Linked DNA regions of Drosophila melanogaster: regions 1, 3 and 4 are each linked to region 2. Evidence: chromatin contacts called from public Hi-C data. All regions are on one chromosome and are shown on one strand. The core of a region is the stretch at or near the end of the contact, and the rest is flanking DNA. Distances in the headings are between cores, read along the strand shown. Region 1 overlaps pan (pangolin). Region 2 holds the start of CaMKII (Calcium/calmodulin-dependent protein kinase II). Region 3 holds the start of RpS3A (Ribosomal protein S3A). Region 4 holds the start of lncRNA:CR43956 (long non-coding RNA:CR43956).

The links. A called contact is a pair of places that touch in the nucleus more often than the background predicts.
Region 1: a contact with region 2 is called in a Hi-C map of the Kc167 cell line, with 2.3 times the contacts expected there. The contact joins the enhancer-like site here to the promoter of CaMKII in region 2. A contact is called at or near these places in 7 of 107 Hi-C or Micro-C datasets (the Kc167 cell line, embryo, whole body and 1 more) and 1 of 6 datasets of contacts at active chromatin or transcription factors (the Kc167 cell line).
Region 3: a contact with region 2 is called in a Hi-C map of the Kc167 cell line, with 3 times the contacts expected there. The contact joins the promoter of RpS3A here to the promoter of CaMKII in region 2. A contact is called at or near these places in 1 of 107 Hi-C or Micro-C datasets (the Kc167 cell line) and 1 of 6 datasets of contacts at active chromatin or transcription factors (the Kc167 cell line).
Region 4: a contact with region 2 is called in a Hi-C map of the Kc167 cell line, with 3 times the contacts expected there. The contact joins the promoter of lncRNA:CR43956 here to the promoter of CaMKII in region 2. A contact is called at or near these places in 10 of 107 Hi-C or Micro-C datasets (the Kc167 cell line, embryo, embryonic mesoderm and 2 more) and 1 of 6 datasets of contacts at active chromatin or transcription factors (the Kc167 cell line).

What each region holds. Positions count from the first base shown.
Region 1 is chr4:110,491-116,612 of dm6, forward strand. It overlaps pan (pangolin), which reads left to right. Exons shown (of 12, transcript NM_001258477.2): 12 at 1-3,780. It overlaps Ank (Ankyrin), which reads right to left. Exons shown (of 12, transcript NM_001169348.2): 11 at 4,768-5,514; 12 at 4,584-4,712. Among named protein-coding and RNA genes, the nearest start is that of Ank, 16 kb to the right of the region's middle. Within about 2 kb of position 3,826, at least 22 of the 39 cell types and tissues checked have an H3K27ac peak or open chromatin away from gene starts, as enhancers often do. A contact at or near this core is called in the Kc167 cell line, where this site is marked.
Region 2 is chr4:1,050,094-1,056,253 of dm6, forward strand. CaMKII (Calcium/calmodulin-dependent protein kinase II) reads right to left here and starts at 3,610. Exons shown (of 15, transcript NM_166813.3): 1 at 3,405-3,610; 2 at 362-516; 3 at 205-299. The coding sequence starts at 426.
Region 3 is chr4:63,768-69,807 of dm6, forward strand. RpS3A (Ribosomal protein S3A) reads right to left here and starts at 3,440. Exons shown (of 4, transcript NM_001258475.2): 1 at 3,073-3,440; 2 at 2,338-2,971; 3 at 2,233-2,282; 4 at 1,458-1,754. The coding sequence starts at 3,413. The coding sequence ends at 2,506. It overlaps pan (pangolin), which reads left to right and starts at 5,886. Exons shown (of 12, transcript NM_001258477.2): 1 at 5,886-6,040. It overlaps snoRNA:CD-24 (a small nucleolar RNA gene), which reads right to left and starts at 1,878; the gene lies at 1,810-1,878.
Region 4 is chr4:129,493-135,492 of dm6, forward strand. lncRNA:CR43956 (long non-coding RNA:CR43956) reads right to left here and starts at 3,382. Exons shown (of 1, transcript NR_073614.1): 1 at 3,182-3,382. It overlaps anne (anne boleyn), which reads left to right and starts at 2,728. Exons shown (of 11, transcript NM_205865.2): 1 at 2,728-2,795; 2 at 3,694-3,739; 3 at 4,096-4,221; 4 at 5,179-5,472. The coding sequence starts at 5,226. Ank (Ankyrin) reads right to left here and starts at 357. Exons shown (of 12, transcript NM_001169348.2): 1 at 306-357.

The DNA.
Region 1 (6,122 bases), core at 2,576-5,075, 940 kb before region 2:
AATTTCAATTGTAATGCCAATAAATTTTTAAAATATCATTCTTACCCTCTGGGTTGATTAACGTGTATCTAGTAGTGTAGAAAATCAACTTTACTATAGTAACTAAAATTTAAATGGTAAACAACTTTTAAAACGTATCTCTTATTTTACTTTATATTAGGAGTATTATAATTTTTAAATTGTATAGACACAAAATCTTCATTGACCGTGCTAAAGTAAAGACATAAATGCGAGCATAACTAAGCATTTTAATAACCTTATTTTAACTAAGATATTTACAGTATTGCCAAATGTTGTTGCGAATATATATATAAAAAATATTTAATAAAAAGGAAACGCTATAAAAGTATTGTACATAAAATGTATTTATATTTCCCTTTATTGTCTTTCCTTTTTCATAAGCCTTATGTAACTGATAGCATTTGTAAATATTTTAAAAATATTGTAATTCACAAGTCTTTAAATAGGACATGATACATCTATTTTTATTTTTATACATTTAATTTGCTAAAACTATAAAAAAGTTTTAAAATCGTTAACACTGTTCTTATAGCTTCGTGTTTTAAAATAAGAGAAACTGAATTATTTACTTCCGTGTATTTTTCTTTAAAATGAATATTTACTACTATTTTAAATATAAAATAAATATCGAATTAGTAATACGTTTTCTATAGCTTATCTGGTCCGCAAATATTATTTTATAGAATATGTCCCAAGGGGTTTCACGCTACCCATTACTCGTAGAGGTTGATTCAATGAAAAGATTGTCTCCATCAATGATTAAGAGCTCTAGCCGAGTCTGTCCGTATTTCGCACTTAAAAAATGTTTGGATTTTTTTAACCGGTTCCAATGCATTTTTGGCGCTATTTTAGGATTTTAATGGCGATAGATGTAGGCGCCGCTCGATGGGATTTAACATGAGTCTAATGGTCGAGAAACTCGAATATAGTGCCTATAATAATTTGCAATTAATTGTTTCTTTGAAAGTGTTTTATTTTCAAACTTCTTAAAATGTAGTTGAAAAATTTGCTCATATATTATGAAACCTGTATTACTTTTATCTTTGGATAAACAGCTTGTAAATTTTTAAAATTTTATTTGATTCACAATTGTAATTAAATTATTTTATTATAAGCAAAAATTAAAAATTGGTATATAAATTCAAAGCTAAAATGTTTTGTATTGATAAACAAGATCATCCCTAGACGTAGGGAGTTACTTGTAGAGTAAAAGGGTAAACTACAATCGATAATAGGTATGTAACGTAGCAGTATGCGTTTCCAAACCAAAAAATATCAGGATCGATAGCAGGTAGACATGGCCATGTCCGTGCGTCGGTATGAACGTCGAGATCTCGGAAACTATTATAGCTAGAAAGCTTAGGTTAGATATGCGGGATTCTACTGACGTCTGCGTTGACACGCCCACTCAGACTCCGACTTGAACTAGCATGACCACACTTCTGTTTTATTATTTGTGTGGCCAATTTCTATCGTTTAATCCGCCAACATGTCGCTAAAACTGAGACGCCCGTATTTTATACTATTATTTGATTTTTTATTGTTTTAATACTAATATAAATTTGTATACATTTATTAATATAAATTTATATCGATTTGCGAAATAGCTTTTAATTTGGTTTAATTTTACCTATTTGCCATAAAAGATGTTTAAATTTCTTGTACGCACTTCAACTAGCTGAGTATCTTGAGGAACTCGACTATAGAATTCTCTCTTGCTTTTTAGTTTAATACATGAATATTATACACCAAAATCACAGTTTATAATAGATTTTATATTTTACGAATTTTGAAGTATTCTTAACAGATTTTGAGCTCACATATGCATGCAATTTATTTGATCAACGTTTCAATATACACTTCGCATGCTGTATTTTTTTTCTAGTAATAAAAGATGTTTATACTTAAATTGTGCAATTTTTAAAAAATCATAATCATACATAATACTTAATTTCGGCTTCACCCCCGAAACTCTAATCGTTGTAATAATTACTAAAAAAAATTTACTATGATTATAAGAAAACAAATAAATTTTAAAGAAATGAGAGTGTCATAAGAATAATTATGATTACGCAGTTTCATAAAGTAAAATAATATGCTTTAAAAAAAAATAATGTGAGTAGGTTATTTTGGAAAACATTCTGGTTGCATTAAAATTTAACTTTTACCATTTATCTCCAACCGTTTTTAAGATTCATAACTAAGCTCGGCATTTGTACGATCCCAATAAATAAGTTAATGAACCTATATTATGAAACCAAAAAATTTGTGAAATTAATAAAAATAATTGAACTTTAAATTTACATCAAGTTTAGAAATTCAACAAATACACTGCTGTGATAAATCTAATTAACGATTTATATAGGGCTCTAGTCACATAGATACATATTATATGATTATAAATCTATATGTATATATGTATATGTATTTAAACGTGTACATACAGTTATGCACACATTTACATATATATGTATCAATCGTAAACATATAAATTTATTAAGAATCTGCGTTACAACAGTTCGGTGGTCATGATAATTCAAGCAAACTAACAAATCATATGTAATCAGAAGAATGTAAAGGCCATTGCCAATTTAAAAGACTGTTTAACACAAATTTTATACGTTTAATTCCAAAATTTATCAGTACACAAAATTGCTATATAATGCTTTAGTCTTTATGTTTAGTGCAAATCGTTATCTAAAATGTAATGTTAGTATAAAAATAAATATCATAAGCTTATTATTTTTCGATATTTGCGGTTCCATCGTGCTTCCATTGTCTGTGTTTTTGTAAAATATTGCTTTTTATTCAAACGACATCGCAACTTCATTTGTTTGATTAACAAATTCCTTATTATTTCATTTCTATAATTTGTGTAAAAATCAATTAAGTAACACGAGTAATACACTATAATAAAAGTACCCCATCAAATCAATTAAGTGGATCAACAACGAATATGTAAATATATGTTGCATATACATGAAGTATTCTATATAAATTCTTTTTATAATGTTAAAAATGAGTTTGTTTGCTTTTTTTAAGCTATAATTAAATATAAAATTAAATTTCATTTTTAATACTGCAATATTGGTCGACTGATGGATTCTTAGCGTAAGATAAGGTTTAGATAGTAGAAAGGGTTAACAATCGTATACTAAACCTACGCAGATATACAAATTTCTAATATTAAGATGATAGTAATCACAAATATAAGTTTAATAAAATAGTATGTATACACATAGGTAATAAATAATGTACGAAATATAGAAATAATGCAAAGATATTGAATAACAATAAAAACAAAATTAAACTATTAACTTTTTATATACTGACGCACGGCAGAATTATTGATGCAATTCTTAAATTTTTATAAGACGTGCCTTGCAAATATAGGAAATGTTACGTCGGTATGTAAGTTCATACACCCGAGTGCCAATTGGATCGTCGCAAGTCGCGCAAATTGATCCCCCCTTTTACCAAGGTCATTAAAAGTTATGTCATCCTTTTTGCCCTACAGCACCCTGTAAAATGTTCTCATTCTATTGTATTTGTCTTCATATTGTATATTTATTGAATAATTGCTGGCTTGTGCCATGGGCATACATTAAAAGATATAAAGAAAATTCGGTGACTGTGTTCCGTCAAACTTACCTCAATCCCATCCTGGGCGATGAGATCTGGACCCTTGATCCTGGGCATTTCTACATATTAGGTTGTAATTATACATACATATACACCTTCTCCAATATAGTACAGATTAAAAACATTTACAGAAAAACAAGCACCATCAAGAAGGTATTGTATATATATAAGTAGGGCCGTATGTATGCTTGTATGCAGTATGCACTGCGGCACGCTCCAGCTGCGGGGCCGCTATCTTATTCTCCGATTTCTCGTTCTCCCACTTGTTTTGCATTTTGTTTTGGTTTTTATTTTATATTTGTTAACATTTAAAATGCATGATTTCACTCTTAAATTTGTCACGGATTACTATTGCTAGTAATTACTATTACTATTATTAATTTTAATGCCATTTCCGGTTTAGGTTTGTGTCGGTGCATTGCTTAATTTGATCTGCCGACTCCGTCTTTTGATGATGTTTTCACATTTTGCATTTACTGCGATGGACGATGGATCTTCTTTAACGCATTGTGATAGGAAGCCTCTGTACAGATCTCTTCTACGCATTCGCCAGTTTCAGGAGCACTAGAAAAACTAACACCATGGCGATCAAATTAAGAATGTTCTTTGCGCCTAAGGTCTCGTCCATGTGGTAAATCAATTCCACGGCGGTGTTGTCAAAGGCCTTGGACTGCTTGCTCTCCATATTGGAACTTCCTTTCTACTGGTTGAAAATGTTTTTTTTTTTTTTTTTTTTAAATAATCATTCTATTTATTTTGGATTCAAAAGGAATCGTTCAGTCAATTCCTCTAAAACTTAACCTATTGTGTGTATAAATGTATATGAGACCAAGTGGTTTCTTAATTATTAAGTAGAAAAGGAAAAAAAAAGAATTTTTCTAGTTATTAATTACTTAATGTGTAATATTTTATACTATCCTCCGGGTAGGGAGATCGGTGGGGTGTACCCTCTTCAGCCTTCGGAGGGAGATGGGATTAGCTAGGATGTTTGCTAGTTGATTCGGGTGGACCATAAGCCTGTCGGCATAACGGCTGCTGTGAAAATTGATCTGATTGAGAGGGATAACTTTCAGATCTCTTTCGATTACCTGGTTTGTCACTTACCAGGGGAGCCCAGATGCATGGCTTGCAGCTCTCGACTGGACCACACGGAGCCTATTGAGCTGGGATTTGGCGGCAGTTCCCCACACCTGGATGGCATAACTCCACGTTAGAGCAAGTATGGCTTTGATTAAAAGAGCCTTAGAGCTCATTTGTAGTTTACTGGAGTGGAAGAGCCAGTCGAGCTTTTTTAGTTTCGCCAGTGACTTGAATTTGACCGACGTGATGTGGGCCCTCCAGGTCAGTCTCCGATCTAGATGAACTCCTAGGTAGCAGTGCGATGTGACATTGTTGACGGGGTTTCCATCAAAAGTCAGATCTGTGCAAGTTCCGGGCCGCAGGGTAAAAGTTACACAGGCTGACTTCGAGGAGTTAATGGCCACATTCCATTTGGCAGTCCATTTTCGACTGCATGCAGCCATTCCTGGACTGCGTTGGAGGTTGAAAATGTAGGTCCTTCTTCAATGGACTTCCTTAGCGACTTCTTTTTTTATCGGACTAGAGGACTAGGATAATATTTTACTATTTCCCCTATTTTGGGAGTCAATGCCCGACTGATGAACTTTGCCAATTAGAATTAGAATTTCCATGTGAACAATTGTGCCCGTTGGAATACCTATTTGACGCTCGTTATTTGTCGAGCTGCATTTTCTTTGTTAATATCACTCTACACTCCTCCTCCCTCTGTTTCAGATCCTTTGCTGCTCGATGTGTGACGCACGATGTTGCGTACGTAAAATAAATTTAGATCTGTCAGGGGAATTCGATGTAGTAAATGTAGTGGTAACGGGTAGAAATATTCTGAAACATTCTTATGTTTTATTCCTTTTATTCCTTAGCTTGCCCTACCGTGGGACCTTTAAGCTTATTAAAATCTACCCCTTGCCGGCAGTTGCTTTAATTGAGAAAACTTTAAGGAAAACTTTTACGTAATGAAGTGGCAAATAATGAAAATTTAGTTCTATGAAGAAGAATGTCGTGTATTTGATGTAATTTTTTAAGTGAACCTTAAATGATGGAACAAAAAGGTTCACATCAGATGACTGCAAACATCAGTCATATTTCTGATGGTATATCTGACTATAAATTCAAGCCACTTTAATCCTCCTTAATTAAATGAAGTTCAAAGCTATAAATGATTCAACAATTTATTTAATTAGTACGATTTTAAACTCTAAATTATAACACTGTTAATATTGTTTTATTATAAATTGCAAAGTAATACATTGAATAATAGTTCTGATTGTCAAGAAAATGTTAAATTTTTAGAAAACTTAATAAATCGACTTTAGGTAAATTATTTAAGATATCGGCAACTATTTCATGATGAATACCGCTCGATTACTCATCGATTACTC
Region 2 (6,160 bases), core at 2,360-4,859:
TCGACGACCATACGGAGAGACGGACTCGGCTATTGATCCTGATCAAGAATATACATACTTTCCAAGGATCAAGGATCTAGTATACCCTTTTACTGTACTCGACGAATTACCTAAAAACAGCACTTAGTTTCCCTACATGCGTGTGCATAGCATAAATGCGTACATATGTGATTTATAACCTACATAGAACACAGAAAGCCTTACCTCTGGCAGTTAATTTTTTTGTATTGATAATTTTTGCAGCAAATTCAAAGCCAGTTGACTTTTGGACACATCTTTTCACAATTGAGAATGCTCCTCTGAAATGTTAATAGACGGGTTATTATAATAAATTTATTAACCTTGAGTTTGTTAAACTTACTTTCCCAACTCTTCTTTGATGTCGTAATTGTCCGAAAAACGCGTACAGGCTGCTGGTGCAGCCATCGCGATGGCACACTTAAGAAAATCTATTGCGACTAAAGATCTTCAACTGCTCTACAGATTTCACTTTTCAGGAGTTTTATTTCTTGTTTTCTAAACGATTTTTAAATATAAGATAATAAATCAGTTTTACAAAAATTATACAAAAAATTGCTTACAACGTACAAACATACATACATTGTTGTACCATTTAGGTACCATGGGCCTTCTCTAAATATTATTTTGTTATAAAGTAATCACTAGCTGGTTCAAAAGTTTCAGACAGCGTTGGTTCTATGGTATCCAAAGGGGTACTGCATGTATTTGAGAATCCCCCGGCCATCATAGTATAAACTTGCATTCTTCTCTGTATAAGATCGGGCATGAAGCTCGTAAAGTAAAGCTCGCCAATGTAATTCAGAAGTATTCAGAGCACAGATTAGGTAACTTATTTCATAGAAACACATATCGGTAAAATTAAAAGAATGTCTCGCTATTCCAATTTTAAAATTCTATATTACTCAGTGGAGTCGATGCAAAACAGACCAGCAATCTACATATAGTTCTTCAAATTTTAAATGGTTTGTAATAATATAAGGGTTATGTTATTTTAAACAGCCGCAGGTTTCTTATTGAGTTGGTAATTCAAGTGAGTTCTCTTAAAGCACGTTGCTTAAACTAGAAAACTCGACCTCCATTTTGAAGATTTTGGTGGTTGAAGTTTTTTCATGTGATCATGAAATCATACGAAAAAACACCATACTTCGCAAGAAACAACATGTGCGGGGGCACAAATTGAAAAATGTCTGAAAATGTATTATCCTATCTCAAACGTTGAATCTGATACCTTGTTGTTGCCTAGAGATGACATGACATTCGATAGACGAAAAATGTAATAAACTCGATTATTAAACATAGGGGTCAACTCCTTACCAAAGCTACACTTAACTGTTCCCCATGCACATCAAAATAGCAAAGGTATCTACATATGTAAAACCATAACTCCGCGGTTAGTGCAGTGTAAACGGGCCTTACATCGATATGCATATCAACCACTCAGTGGCGTTTTCAATATCAAATTAAACTATGGCCCTGAAAAAATACGAATCCATTGCAGAATTAAAACAAGAGAAAACGCTATAGTAAAGCTTTTCGACTATCAGATAATTGTTACTCAGCTAGTGGAAGTATGAACGAGAATATTAAACATTTTTCTGGCGTACCGATTAAAATTGGCAAAACAATTTCAACAATTTTTTGAAAAAAAATAAACGAAAACTTAAAAAGGGCATGGCACAATCTTAACTTTCTAGCTTTTATAGTTCCTGAGATCGTGGAGTTCATACAGATAGACGGACATGAAAATTCGACTCGGCTATTGATCCTGGTGAAGACTATATATAGTTTAAACGCTCGGAAACGCGTCGTTCTGCAAGTTACATACTTTTCAACGAAGCTAGTGTGATAGCCAGCTGATCAAGAGCAGCAACAATCATTACTATTAACCTATATTACGTATTGAGTAAAGGAATAAAAAATGGAAATTATTTTTTCGTTTTACTTTCCAGTTATTATAGTTTCAGCGGTAACAGCGTTGATACGGACGACAGGCATGGGATAAAGCATGCAAATTTGTTTTCTTGAGAACCAGACATTTAATCCGCCTAAAACTGTAACTCCAATTTTTTTGAAAAATAATTTGCTTCTTTCAGTCTTGAAATCTTTTATTTCGATTTTGCCCACACATTTACAAAGTGTTTTGTTTTTTTGTTTCATTATTTTTATTTATTCTTTTATTTTGCACATTTCTGTCGGGTTGTTAAATAGTCGATGAACTACTGTCACGTTCTCTCTTGTTTTATACCTCTCCGTGAGGTTTGTTTTTTGCCATATCCGGTAACAGCGGTACTGTTAGTTTTTAGTTTGTTGTACGTGTTTTTTTAAAACTAGACCCAATCACCATGAAAAAGAAGTGTTTCCCTGGAAAAGGTATATGTAGACCCTTAATTGCACCCTCGCAATTTTGAAATAACATACTTATAATATAATATTGTCAAGTCAAATGTTACGAAAAGTTTAAAATTTGTGATCAAAACTTTATTATCTTTGTTTTAAACCAGATATATTTAACTCTCATTGACATATTTCAATCAATTAAAAAAAGCGACAGGTGTTTTTGGTTAATTTCTTAAAAAAGAAAATCCTGATTATGAGAATGTATCTGGGAAGCAGTTATATATATACGTACATATATATGTAGGTATGTATCCTTTGCAGGTTACATGCGTTGAAGCTTTTTTTGATGAGCTTAATGGTAAAACGCCCCACCCCTTTTAGCAAGGATATTTCAGGGTCTTGGAAATTACTTGTTGCAAATTATACTTTTTCATTAAATCATATAAACACGCGCTATGTACGCGAATTAAATATACTATTTGGATGAGACCTTCAGAAATGTTTTACTAAACCCATTTTTCGGACTAGGAGGGACGATATATAGAATGTGAAACACTTTTTTAAAATTAAAAAAAAAGCATTTATCATAACTCGTAAGTATTTAGGTATGTTTTAAACTTTCTTGTAGATATCAAGAGTAATTTGTAAGATGTATGTATATTGTGCAATAACAATTACAAAATTTTTAAGTGTCATATATTTATATTTACTGCGTAACTGAACAAAGGCACAAAATGGGGTACATACTGATGTTGTATAAATGTCCTTTTAAGATATAAGTGAAGCGTGTGAATATATATATTAACTTTACAATATGCAATCGTTATACGCGCGAAAAAAGTATTTAATATTAGTTGGCATATACACAGTAAGAGACCATACATATATCAAATATATGTATATGTGTATACTCATGTATATATTAGAATCTGTGTTGACCCAGAATTGTATCAGGTATTATAGATACGTAAACTTATATAAATATACATATATATAAAAATACATAAGTGAGTACATATGTATGTATATTAAATCCAATTTGATACCTATACTTGATGTGTTCTTTTCAATTGCGAATAACAATATTTTAAACTTCAGGAGATCTGATAAATGTTTGTTCAAAATGCTTATAAGAGTATTTAAAAAGCTATATGTATATGTTTTTAACGAGCTGGGAGAACACGAAACACACAGCTAGATACCGAAATTTTTAGAACGTCTGTTTTCTTGAAAATCGAATTCAATACTGACTAACAAGATTTTGCGGCCGCGTTTGATTCGATGAACTGCTAGAGAGAAAAGCTTTTTCGTCTCATAATGTCGTTAAATCGAAAACTTTTGCCAACGACGGTTCGTTTCAGGAGCGTCTGCGCATTAATTTGTGCACATATCACTATACTGAACTACCTCCGCATTAAACATTATTGGGTTGATTGGAACTCTAAAGTAATATATTTCATATTATCTTTTTATTTTAGGCCGTGATTCCATAAAACTGCCCACATAAATGCTCCATAGTTAGACTAATAAGTACTCAAACCAACGTTTCACAACACTTTGTCATGCGCACCGTGACCTAAAATGTTACAAAAAGAAAAATAAATATTTAAATTTAAATTTAATTTTATTTAAAGTAAAATAAATGAAATCCTTAATTTGTAATCATTTCATTTCAGTCTGTTGGAGCTCTTCAATTTACAAATGAATTAGAATTTAAAACTGATATCTGAAACGCACAAGGTATGATTACATTAGCCGTTTTACCCCATTCGTCAATCTGTGTAAACCGCCTCGATCTCAAGAACTATAAATGCTAGGAAGTTGAAACTAAGCAAGTACATTTTAGAGACATAGACTCTTACTCTGACAAAGGAAAATTGACGAGTAAACTGTTTAAAAAAATTTGAGTTTTTCGTAACAACAAAAATAGTAAAGCCGCAATAAAAGAGATGACAGATGTATTTAAACTATTACAGGGCGATATCTTCCATTATGACCTCTTGATTTTCACAGACCCTAATTTCCCAATGCAATCTAAAACACTATAATCAAATATCGTAAAATATTTAAAATAAACCATATTTTCATTGTTATTATTCATAAATAGTTGCAGTACACATACAGTTTGTCAAAAAAGTGTTTAGACACTGTGAAAAAAGTTAAATTTTTGACTTTAAAGGTAAAAATTAAGAATTATTTGCTTAATTAAACGGAATTTTTTTATGAAATATAATTCAACAATATTTATTTTAACTATAAATAAAAAAATTAAAAATATAAAATATACAAGAAAATAAACAACAATTTCTTTACACATTTTGTTGTCCTACTTTGTTTTGTATGTTTTGTTGTATGTTCGTTTTTTTCTATTATACAATAACGGCAAGAGATACAGCATCTATCTATTTTATTTAGTCGAATTTGATTTATTGTTTTTGTAGTCTATCCAGTCGGAACTTCTGAACGTGTAATTTTTTTCCATAATATAGCCGCTTTGTAAAAGTATTCAATGGAAGGCTTTCTAGAGTGCTCTATTATAATGCATTTAGAATAACTCTATTTTAGATATGCTAAGGAAAATAAAAACCTTAAGTTTGCCGATTGCTCATATTTTTATTTTATATTTTTATATTTTTCGGGTGCAAGCCCGAACCCTGTATTGTCTACACAGTCTCCGCAGAATTGCCAGAATATTTTTCAGGTATATATTAATTTTACAATGTTCTTTTTTTTATATTGGGAATATATTTTGCATATATTTTGCATGCATTCCTCTTTTTTAACATACCTACATATGTACGGACATACATTGTTCTATTAGAACACTTATTAAATGAAACAAAATCAAAACCATATGTGTCCTTTCCTTACATTGCCTGGAGCTTTATTTTTGATCGCCATAGTAAGAAGAGCAAACAGAATTTCAAGAAACGGCAAAACATTTCAGGTGTTTAATTGCGCTTCTGTTCAGTTGCTCTTTAAGATCGTAAACGTGTTCTTAGAAATTTCGCGACGGCTTTCATGTTTTGCAAGTATTTTGCAAGTAGGTAGTATTCAATTATTATAAATCAACACGGCTACTTATACTAAAATGTATGGACTTGTAAATGAATAAAACAAAAAGGAAATATTTAATAACCCTTGGGAACACTTCCTCCTCCTTAGAAGAATTGATTCTGAAAAATATCCAGAAGCAATCCTGAGAAATGCTTAATGCTCTTCGGATGGCAATATAAATATTCTCGAATGTTTGTCTCGGAATACATCCAGGAGCTTTTCAGGGAATGCTTACAGAAGCCATTCAGGGAATGCCTACAGAAGCATTTCGGGGAATTACGAAGCGAGTCTTAAGCCCTGTAAAAAGGAATGGTAACTGTATTACTTGTGAAAGTAATTCCACTCGAAAAAAAATTATGAAAGAACGCGTTTCGGAATAATTCGAATACCGATTAGGTTATATCTTTTGTCATGCCGAAATCATAACTACATATGTTAACATCGATTTTTCTTTTATTAAAAAAGACACTTTACGTTAGTCTCTTTTAAAGGGCTGTGTAGCCTTTATTTGCTCCAAGTACCCCCTTTAATAAACCCACAACAATTGGCCCGGTATAAAATGAAAATTCACTTACACATGATAACATATATAAATATGGAAATATAGAAGTTGTAATCAAAATTATACCTTTAAAAGTCTATCACTTGCAAATTACATTTAAATGCGTTGAGAACAATATAATTTGCAATTTACGTTGAATAATTACGTTAAATAAAAGTTCAATCTAAGTAAAAATGTTACAGT
Region 3 (6,040 bases), core at 2,190-4,689, 990 kb before region 2:
ATATTCTAGTCTATGATTTTATTATATTTATTTATTTATTATTAAATTTAAAAATATTTATCGTATTCTTATATTTATATATACATTCTTTGAACACATCGTAAGGTGAGGTAATAGATCGATACGAAATGATCTGGCAAAAGCTATAGACGCAGGAAGAATTCATAACAATTTCTCAGTGTTAATTTTAATATTTGTGCACCAATTGCATGAAAACATGCTATTAAGTAGTTGAACAAATCTAAATGAAAAGTTAATATGGGATGCAGTTTGCTGTTTATAGATTTTTATTAAAGTAAAAAAGAAAAACAATCCATAAATTGTTAAGTCAAAATTTATAGGATAGCGCCACCTACGATAATTAAAGTTTTTTTGATTCATTTCGAAAAAAATTAGATGATTAACACTTAAATATTAAAATTAGAATATTTTTAAAGGAAATTAATAATGAGTTGATCAGCCTTTGTTTTCAAGGACTTCACACATTCGTCAGGGAAGTGAATCATATATTTTTTGTAGGTAATCCAAACTAATCGTGGACCAACCGAGTTTTATACCGGTGATCCATTCTCTTGAGATGCATATTGTATACATACCACTGTCGTATACCTTCCCAGCCAACCATCCCCACACGTTTTCTATTTTATTAAGGTCCTGGAAGTATGGTGGCCATTCCTCTTTACGCAAATCATGATAGTAATGACTATAGTGGTTTGGTTCCTGCAGATTAATTTCTTCTAGTCCGAAAATACAACATAATGCCACTCCTTAGACCAGGCCATATGAGCTCGAGCAAAACTAAGGTGTGCTTTTTTTGCCACTTATTAAGAGGTGTTTTTTTTTTAAGTTTTTCGTGTTTTAAATGTTTATCTTTCTTAATCACCCTTTGAATCAACTATCAATTTTTCCGGAGGAGTCGTGGGAATTGCTAGGCGTTTGACGTATGGACCCTCGATCTGCCGCGTTAAAGACACTGTCATTGCCACCTTTATGGTTTTTCCTATAATTTTGCGATGTCTGCCTTTTTTCTGCAATAATGAAAGGACACTCCGCATTCATAGAAAGCTATGATTTCGGATCTTTCCTACAAGGATTACATTGTTCCTCTTCCCAATTATTTCGCAAAATTTTCAATTAAACAGCATAAAAAATTGTGCTGTCCTACCATTCAAATTATGGAAGATATTCAAAATTGCATTTGGGGGCGGTAATCTGATGATGCAATATACGTGTCCAATTTTTGTCGAAAGTTAAACAAAGCAGAATTAAAAAGATAACGGTTCTTCTCAGGACGTCTTTTGTAATCCGCAATGATAGAGGGAAAACAAAGCAGCATAAACGGAAACAATTATTTACCAACTAAATTTTCTATCAAAGCAGTTGAATCAACCAGTATAAGCTTTAGAGGCTCTTACAGATTAAGTCCAATTGCACATATTTTCATAGGCTAAAACAACATTTACCCGTTACTTAGCTAGTTAATTTTATAGTCAAATAAAATCGTGTATCATGCCTATGTGAATGTCATATTCAAAATAAAGTTACATATGTAAGTAAACCATATATTTTTAAATTTTTTTTGATTTTTCATTTCATTTGGATTAATCGGACAACCAAGCTTATTTTAAAATTTCCTTGTATATATCGTAGTCGTCTTCACGCCATCTCCAGTAGTATTGGAAATGGAATCCACCAAAGTGTTTGACATGCTTACATAGTTGGGGTATATATTGATTTTTATTCAATCGACATACCTGCGAAAAAGCAAAGTTTTATAAGTAAAATTCTTTTATTTAAAAATTATATTTAAACAAATGAATTTCAGCACTTTAGCTTTCATCATAAATGACAGAGACGAAAAATAACAACATCATATTAAATAATAAAAGTGCAATAATATATGCAACAATTTCCTTCTTATAAATCTTATAAAGTTCTTTAAAACAAATATGTTTGTAAAATACATCTAGTTACAGCTACGTCAAGATGACTTATATGTAGCCTGTAATATAAATATACTTTTGTAAAAAAGTTAAAGGGATTAATGTTTTAAAGAAAATATAAAAAAATTTGTTCAAATTTTCGAAAAAAAAAAGCTAAAAATGTTTTTTTTTTTAATAGGAAAGCAATCTAAATAATTTAAGTTTAAAGACAAAGAAATTATAAGAAATTGGCTTCTGTATTGCACGTTTTAATTCTCATTGGAATTTATAAATTAAATGCTTTACATACCTGTGAATTTCGGCTTCTTTGTATACACCTCGATCGTTACGAAACGTAGCCTATATAATATACAAGTAAGTGGAGGCTTAGCATAAAAATGTTAGATTTACATACCACATTCAGGATGGACGGCTGGAACAAACATATGCCTAAAAGACGAAAGACTTCCCAAAGGCCCACAAACTAATATAACAAGCCAAGAAAATAGTTTATGCAATTTGTAGAGAAATGTATTTTATGTTTGAATGCAATACATAAAAAAATATGCATTTCATATTTAATTTAAACAGCTTCCTGTACTGGGGGCTCATAACCTTCAGGGCGGTCGATTACGGCTCCCTCGGATGAAACAACGGCTTCCACGGATTTGCCACCGCCATCGCCATGCAATTCCAGAAGCTTTGAGACATCGAAGCGCGGTTTCTTCAATACCTTTACTTTACGAATGTAAACATCATGTAATGGATATATGCGCTGACAGCTTTTTTCGATATCTTTCGCAATCGAGTCCAAGGCCAGCTTGTTAACAAGCTGCTTTAGATCGGCACCACTAACTTCATTAGTAATAATGTCGGTCATGCGAGCACGAATCTTTCGGACTTGCGATTGCTGAGCATAACATGTTTTGCGCTGAGACTGCTGATCCTTGGCAGTAAATCCGATACAAAACACTCGCAAGAGGTACCCATCTACAGTCTTTGCTTCGACAATAGCTTCAATTAGTGTTTGCCACTTTTTAACCATCGACCTAAACAATATTGAAATGTTAGTAAGCATTTACATTTATACATGCAAGTGCACATTTACAAATATAAAGTCGAGACTTGTGCATTATAGACGTTTACTAACCTGTACTTGTCCGTAGTCAAGTCCATTCCGTGAAAGTTACAGAGCACATTACGGTCTTGAACATCTTCTGCAATAAGACGGAACTTGCGAAAAGAACGTTCTGGATCAATATCCTTTTGCAAGTCTGCTAAAGACACTTCGAAAACGCGACCCTTCAAATAATCCGATGCTATTCTTTGACCCTGGGTGCGGTTTACAAGTGTTTTACCGATTTGACGGGTTTGAAACATATTCGGAGCTTTGACATCGTACCAGTCCTTGCGAGAAAACGGGTCCACCACCTTCTTCTTACCGCCCTTCTTACCACCCTTGGAAAGACCTTTATTTTTGCCGACTGCCATGTTCAACTAATAAACCGGAAAAGGTCGAATCACGTTGACGACGTATGTGGAAAAAAGGAAACCAGTGTTGGTAAAGGCCACGAGTGTCATTTTATAATTTGAGACCTGTATGCAGTAATATGTCCGTGTTATATCGCTTTCTCATTGTGCTGCGTTCCGAAAATTTTTTGGAGCACTGTGTACACGATTACTTTTTAGTGAGCCAAAGGATATATCTACAACTTGTATTATGGGAAGTACAAACTACGAAATCCTTGTAAAATATACCTTAAAGGAACAGTTACGCTTGTAGTTTAATAAAATATAAACAGAAAACAGTAAAGAGTAAATGTCGTGACCAACAAATTTGTAACTGTAATACATAACAAAAAATAGAAGAGCATCAGCCGTTCTAAGCTGTTTTTTGCTCTAGCTATTATTTCTATATTATAGTTTTAGTTAATTTCTAATATGGGGTTTAATTATTATATTTGACGCCTAATCTTGATAAAAATTAAATTTCATTAAAACAATTCTATGTTTTGTTAGTTTTTTAATTGTTACCATTTCTGTCACTCGTAATAGAAGCGGAAACAATATGTATTTTGGTCACGTTTATTGACCATCGCCACAAATGCAGCCGGCGTTGGTTCACTTCTCACGACTAATTTTCATCATAGACGGTAAAAATATATAAGAAAAATATAAACGCAGTGAATAAATGTTTTGGGTAAATTCATATTTGCATTTTATTATTTTTAATCTTCCATTCCAATTTTTTTGTAAGCAAAGAACGTCTCATTATCCTGAAATTATTCGATACGAGCCAAGAATTATAAAAAAAAATCATTTTGTAAAATGTCTTAATTTTGTTTTATTTTACTATTTTTGACTTTTTTTTTTAGTATAAAGCAAAATAAATAAAAAAAAAAATAAATTTTAAAAATTAAGTGAACAAAATTAAGCATTTAAATGATTTTGTATAAAGCTAATATATCTATGCTGTTGCTCGAGACCGGCTAAGCCATAGGGTCTTTCCAAAATACGTAGAACTACAGCTTCATTACAGAAGTTATGGGCGTACGAAATTGATCTCTTTTTTTTATTATGCGTGTTCTCCAAACATCCAAATATTTTTAACAAACTGAATCTGCATGCCTAATTTGATTCCATTATATCTCGGCGTCGAGATCATCCCGCCTTGCGGTCAGTTTTTTTAATTGGGTCCAAGGCAAATTTTAAAAGTGTGCGTATCATATGATATCGTTTACCATTATCAATAACATCACAGTTAAATTGGAACAGGCCCAAGTGTTTTTAAATACATTTTTATAATTAAAATGAAGAAAGATTGATAAATGTTTTTAATTTTTGTATTGGGGCACACCATACAATATAACTTCATGAATTTTAGGAGGATGCTAGGCAACTGCTAGTTCAGAAACGGTCTCGCATTTCGATTTCGATTATTTTAAAAATGACGTGGATCGGTGAAATACGCTTGGCAATGCTGGTCAAATGGTCAAATGCTGGCCCGTTTAATGGGAAATACACCTATACATATCATGAGTTGCCACCTGGCAACTCCCACATCACGGGAGGTGCCTTCCGATTTTTGCACATTTTGAAACTTACCATCCTGATATTTGTACATATCGGGAGCTGCCATACGATTTATGCACATATGAAGAACTACCATCCTGAATTCTACATACACCGAGAGGTGAATTTTCGAAGTATCATTCTGAAATCTGCACGTATCAAGAGCAGCCATCTTGAGATGTAATTTGTACAATGTTAATCGACAACCAAACTTTAAAATTAGGATGGCAATGCCCGACAAGTTCAGTGATTAGCGAAATACGATATCTTTAAATTGTAGCGTATGGGTGAAAACTGCATGAGTTTATCATGTACATAATCCATTCTAAAAACTAAGCATGACCCCAAACCGCTATTAGGAGTTTAAATGAATATATCGACCTTTAGCTTAAGCGAACCAAAATAATAAAAAATCTTATTATTGTGTTTTAACATCTAACAAACATTGAAAAGTTAAAAATGAAAATTCTTGTTATAATTTTTTTTGATTATTTAATGCTAATCGAGCCATTCGATATAAGCAAAATATCGAGAATTGTCGCGGCAGAACATCGATGCACGCCTGCTTATCGACAGTTGCCATCGTCGTTATTCCAGCACTAATTTAAAAAAAATTCGATCAACGCAGACGTGGTACGGCGTTTTAAATCTGATAACATTTTGAACCGGGAATTATTTTAGAGTACCATTCTTTGTTTTGTGCCTGTTTCAGTATAAATTAATTATGCGCCTGATTTAAAGTACAAAATGTGTAAATATATCACCTTACCGTCGCGGGTGCACCCAATTGTGCTTTGATGAATAAATATACATATATGCAACATATATAACTTCCTGTGTTAGTATAAGTGTATGTCAGCCAAAAACAAATATATATATGAGTGTTTATCGGCATTCGTGTGCTGGCAGAGCAGCGATCAAAGCTGCGTTCGGTACTCGTTGACTGGCCCAAGAATGAATTCTCGTGCAAGTGTGTTGATAAAAAGTATACGTATGTATGTATGACATACAAAAATATTGTGTCTGATTAATTAATGCGTGTATGC
Region 4 (6,000 bases), core at 2,132-4,631, 920 kb before region 2:
TGTAAAATTCACGCAATTAGTATATGATATATAAATGCATATTTATATTCCTTTAAGCCTACAATAAATTTCGTTTCATATTTTTACTGTATTTATAGCTTATCACTATTTTAAAAGCACAATAAAAAGGACAGGAATCAAGAAAAGTTTATCTTAGTTAACAGAAATAAATATTACTAAGATGTTGACCAATTATTAAGAATTGATATATATAGACAGTGTTATATGTATTTACATAGAATGTTCAGACGGCTTATTACCAAAAATAGTTCGATAGGTATAAACTTTTTATATCGTTTTCCTACCATATCAAAATTCCATTTACGCAACCAGTGCTGCTGTTGCATTATTATAAAGGATTTTATTATACGCGCATGCTCCGGTAATCGAATTCTAAGAATTTTAGGATTTCGATTTGAAATCGCAAGGTCGGTGGTCCGGTTTTCGAATTTATAAAATTTTTTCGATTTGTAAAATGTGCACTTTGGCCGAAGTGCCTTTTTTATATCAAAGCAGATCTTATTTACTTAGGATAAAATAGTTTACTCATTGGACTATTGATGTTTATGCCACATCATCACAAGATCACTCTGCCCCTTAGTTATTTAAAAAAAATTGATTTCTGACCCCAACTCAGATTTTACAAGCAAAATTTTCGATTTGGCAAAGGGTTGATAATAAGGTCGCAAAAAGCTATCAGGAAGTTTGCCATACAGTTAGTAAAACGAAATAGGAGAGTAAAAAAAACTTATAAATTATAGAAGAATTCAATCATTAATTTAAGGGGGGCGATAGGGTTCTTTGTAAATTATGCGTTTTAATTTTATCACATAAATGGTTAAAGTGCAGTAAAGAAAATAATTGCGAAAATGGGAAATAAAACTGTGAAGAGGCGGACGCTTCCAGAAAATATGTGAAAAGAGCTTAGCCAGCTGTTCACTGTTTAATTAAGATTCCGATAGCAAACATTTCAATCATAAGATTTTGGCCAAATCGAAGTCCAAAAAATTATTACAAATACCTGAGCCTGCCTTAGAAATTCTCGGAAATGTTATTGTTATATTAAAAAACATTCTAAGGGAAATAAGTTAAAAGCAAGAGACAACGCTATAGTCGACTCTCCCGACTATCAGATACCCGTTGCTCAGCTAGTTCAAGTGATACTGACAATTTTCAAAATGATTTTTTATCGGAAGAAATTGGGGTAAAAAATTAATTTTAATGCTCTAAGGTGTTAACGGGATATATTTGGGCATCTTTTTGGTGTCAGAGTGGGCGTGGGTTGACATATTGTTTTTTAAATATCGATAGAAACTGCAAAAAAATTAAATCATTTCTCAAAATTGTGGGTATGGTAGTTTTGGACGGTATTAGGTCGTAAACTCTAAGCCGTTGCAAAAAATTGTTTGCAAAGCGATAGAAATTTACAAGACTAACAAAACTGTAAAACATTCGCAAACATTTTTAAAAAATTTGGGCGGGGCAGTTTTGGGCGGTTTTACGGCTCTAGAGTGTACGTAAAAAAAATTTTTTTCGTCATGTTAATAGAAATTTACAAGACAAAATATTAATATGAAAAAATATCCTAACATTTTGCAAAAGTGTGGGCGTGGCAAAAAGTTATAAGGCAAATCGATAGAAATTTAGAAGACAGAGAATAATTCGAAAACATTTTTCAAATGTATAGGCGTGGCAGTTTAGGGCGCTTTGTGGGCGTGGCAGTTTAGGGCGGTTTGTGGGCGTGCCAATATGGTGCAACAAACTTGCACTGCGTCTATGTCTAGAATCTGTATGCTTTATCTCAACCTTCTAGCTTTTATAGTTCCTGAGATCAAGACGTTCATATTATTCCATTTTATAAATCCATTTTTCTTGTATAGCACATTTCTGTAAGTCGTAAGGTCAAGAAGGACAATTTGGTGTCGTAGCCCATCCCACAGAGCACATTCGTAAAAATCTGATTCTGGTCTAGAACATCTGTTTTATTAAAATAAACATCGTAAATTGTGCAAACTGTCTACATTGAATCATTTATATTACCATTATAATTACAAACAATATTCTTATTAGAATATCTGTTTTCGTGTGTTTGCCCTATGCTTATATATGATATATATATATATATATATATATATATATACATATATATATATATGTGATATATTAAATTCTACCGAATATACGCGAGCTACACTATAATCTCTTCTTTAGTATAAAGCTTAGGATACATAATAATGAATTGCAGCTCGAGCGTTGAAGATGGCTTTGAATGACTTGGATCAATTGAGTCTATGCATAAATTTTAATCATTTCTCAGGAAAACAATAAATAAATGTAATTAAAATACTAAATTGACTATATACTATATACATATATGCTGATTAATATTCCTTCTCGTAGTGAATTCCTGAATTGTATTTCAGAAAAAGAAGAATTTTCAGTTGCATGTCTTATGTATCAACTGCTGAATTTTCAACAAAAAATAAAAGTTAAATGATTACAGATACAGCATTAGTTCAGTGTTATGACAATAGGTAAATAAAGTACATGTGTATATTTGTACCTATGTATGGGATTCAGATCACCGCAGCGGGAAATAAAATACACCATCGTCCCAAAACTCTTCGATCTTCTATGAAGCTACCTTGGCGTAAAAGAGAAATCGCCAGTGTAAATATCTATTTGAATATTTTTTTCTAAATGTATTTACTTTTGGGTGCGCTTAAACATTATTTGAAATCCATCAATAAAGGGATGTGGACAGGCAGTTTTATGGTGACACCAAAATAAGAATTGTAATTATTGTGAACGCATCACATTGCCTTAATATTTTGTTTTTTAAGGCGTACATATAAATCGTGAAGTTACTATACGTTTATGTAAATTTAACATACGTTTATTACATAGTATGGCTTTAAAATAATGTCTATATGCGTAAAGATATATATATTAGAATCTAGATACAATATATGTATATACACAGTCCTTCCATACACATGCATGTATCTATGACATGTTTGGACTGATAGATTTTATATTATGTCACGAAATATAAAAGTTTTGATGAAGTTTCTATGACAATGATGCCATTTTACTAAGTGAAGGTTTTTACATGAATTAATCTAAAATACATATTTTTTTTATCTAAGTGAAGTAACTTATAGTACAAGCGTCTCAGTTACCAAGTAAAGATTAGCTATCTATTCATATTTGTTCGGGTTATTTTTTTGACTGCACCGGTATTGCCAATGTCAGTGAAATGGGAAATGATTGGTTCGTTGTTCATGAAGTTGCTTCTTGTAACTTTGGATATTAGTTAAACAGACCACCGTAAATGAGACTAGTTTTTATTGTAGCATTCAATGTCGATGCATATTAAAATATCAGAGTCAATCTGGCCACGCAACGCCAATTTGTATTGGTTGGTTTTTTATTATAAATATATTCGTCAAATTTTTATAATTATAATGTATAAAATTATGTTTAATTAATTAAATTTCCTGTACATAAGAGTGTTATTAACAAATTTCTTCATGTATAGCTCACATTTTATGCGTTAGGTTTAATCTATTTACGAATTTTCAGAGTGTATTAAAATTTGTTTTGTCCATTTTGTATTATTTATTACCTATTTAACTACTTCTTTCCATTAATAAAATTTAAAATAATACCTGGATGAAAATCGCATTGCAGAACTGGTCATCTATGGAACAACATTGGAGTTGCTGGACCTACACATGTATGTATGTATATGAATGTAGCTATAATTAGGAAAACGTTATTAAAACTCACTGCAGAAATTCAGTTATTCTACCTCAATTTCTTTTCCAATTTGTATACTTGTTTAGAGATTAAGCCATGTCGTAGATGCCGCTCTAGTTTGTCTAGTTTATTGTTTTTGCCTTTGTCTATCCAATTTTTATAAATATATAAAAAATATTAAAAAATAATTTTTTTAAGTGCCTTTTCAATTTCTGTTGATGTGAGATTGAATTATTATTAGTAAAGATATTACGATTGGGAAATTAGCTTACAGTTGAATATTAAAAAACGTTATTAGATTCATTACATATTACAATTTGCATTCCATTTCAGAAATTTATCACTTGGTCAAACAACAAGGAAGAGCCTATTAAAGAAATTGAACTAATACCTGATTTTGCTTGGGTAGCTATTAATGTGCCACTGAACGGTGTTTTTATTAAAATGATTGAAATTGAGGTATATAACAAACAAAAAAAATAGTTATGTTCCCTACGTGGAATTCCACTTTTAATTTTAAATCGATACTTTTTTGCACAGACTACTAAAGTTCATCATTCTTAATTACCATTGCCAAGAAATTCGCACCTGTCATACTAAGAATTTAATCCGAGGGATTGTATCGTAATGAATTCATATCAAGGTGTTATAAAGAAGAAACTGGAAAAAAGTAAGATATTATACAGAAATGTGCTCAACGCGTGCTTTGGTGTATGTGTATTCACATTACCACTTAACAAGTTAAAGGGTGTCCTGCCCAGAGGAACCAGATTAAGCTTGAAGATTTTACAAAAGGAGTACATCAAGCAATTTTTTTTTGAGAAGCGTGTGGGAAGCGGAGGAGCTGTTTTAAATTTTATTACGTTTTTTGGATGATTAATAAAGAACTGGAGAAGAAGCAAACCAAAAAAATATCAGAGCCTAAATCCTGCAGGTCTACAAACGCAATTTTCACTTAAACGACGGCAGCTAAAATTATTGCACTTTAAATTATTAGCCAATAATCATGTGCCATTTAACTTAGATATCCAACCTCGTCCAACATTTTTGAGCCGGGTAGGCAGATCGAACTGCTCTTCAATGATGTTACAAATTTTGTTCGCTTGCTTTCTATGTTGTTTAAGAGAGACATTTTACAAAGATGGCAAATGTAGCTGACATTAAAATTTGCATAATTGCATAAGTGTTAGAAACAAGAATAAGAACCAAGAAGTATATTCAAAGTGTCGAAGAATTTATAATTGCCTTCACTTGTAATTTTAAATTGTTCAGAAATGTTCGCAAGTCAGAGCAAGGCTTGTGATTCTCCGAGTGAGACTGTGCACCTACAGTCTTTACCAAATCATATTGAAGATCTAAAATTTAGAAATTCTGATGTTGAAACGGATGATGATCTTCACTTCCCTGGAATTGCAGCTAAAAATAAAATCTTGAAGCTTAGCTGGTGGCATTCTCCTGTTGATATGCATTATGTAGCGACAGAATCAGTGCAACCAAAAAAAAGTGATAAAGTACCGAGCAATAAAATTAAAAAAGTTGAGAACAATAATACTTTAGTTAATGGTTGTAGTAAAACTTCAGCAAGATCTGTTCCATTACTCAAATATAATCGTCCAGACCAGGATGGGGACAGCGAAGAAAACATAACAAGCGTTCTTGAGCCAAACGTTGATGAAATCTATTCTAAAGACTCAGAACGGCTTGTGGATGGTAAGTTATATTTTTAGCTTGTTAATTACTGTTGACAATTTTTTTTTGTCTACTCGCGAGAATAACAAAAAAAGGATGCACCATCGATTTCCCTCTGAGTAGCAGTCTTCGTTGCTTTTGCTTTTGATTTTCTGAATATCGCATAGTCGTTAGACGCAGCGTCGTTAGACACATCCCTTAATGAGAATACGAGCGGCGATTGATTGTGATTTTTGAATTCCAAGTTATATAGATTTATTTTTAGCATTAATTTCTCATATTTCGTACTAATTTTGGCATTAAAAAATTAAATTTATTTTTAAGAAATAAATTTTCTTTTAACTTGTGAAATTCACAGACACGCATACATGAGCCAAATACTTATTGAATCGTGGTCCGGGTGATGAGAGCAAAGGAAAAGGAAAAATGTGAATAATTTCAAGGGATTTTTTATGAAAGTCTACACTATGACTTATAAACAACTATTTTTCAACGATACATTCAGAGCTACTATGTAAATCTCTTCGGCTCTAAAAAACAGCAAACGTG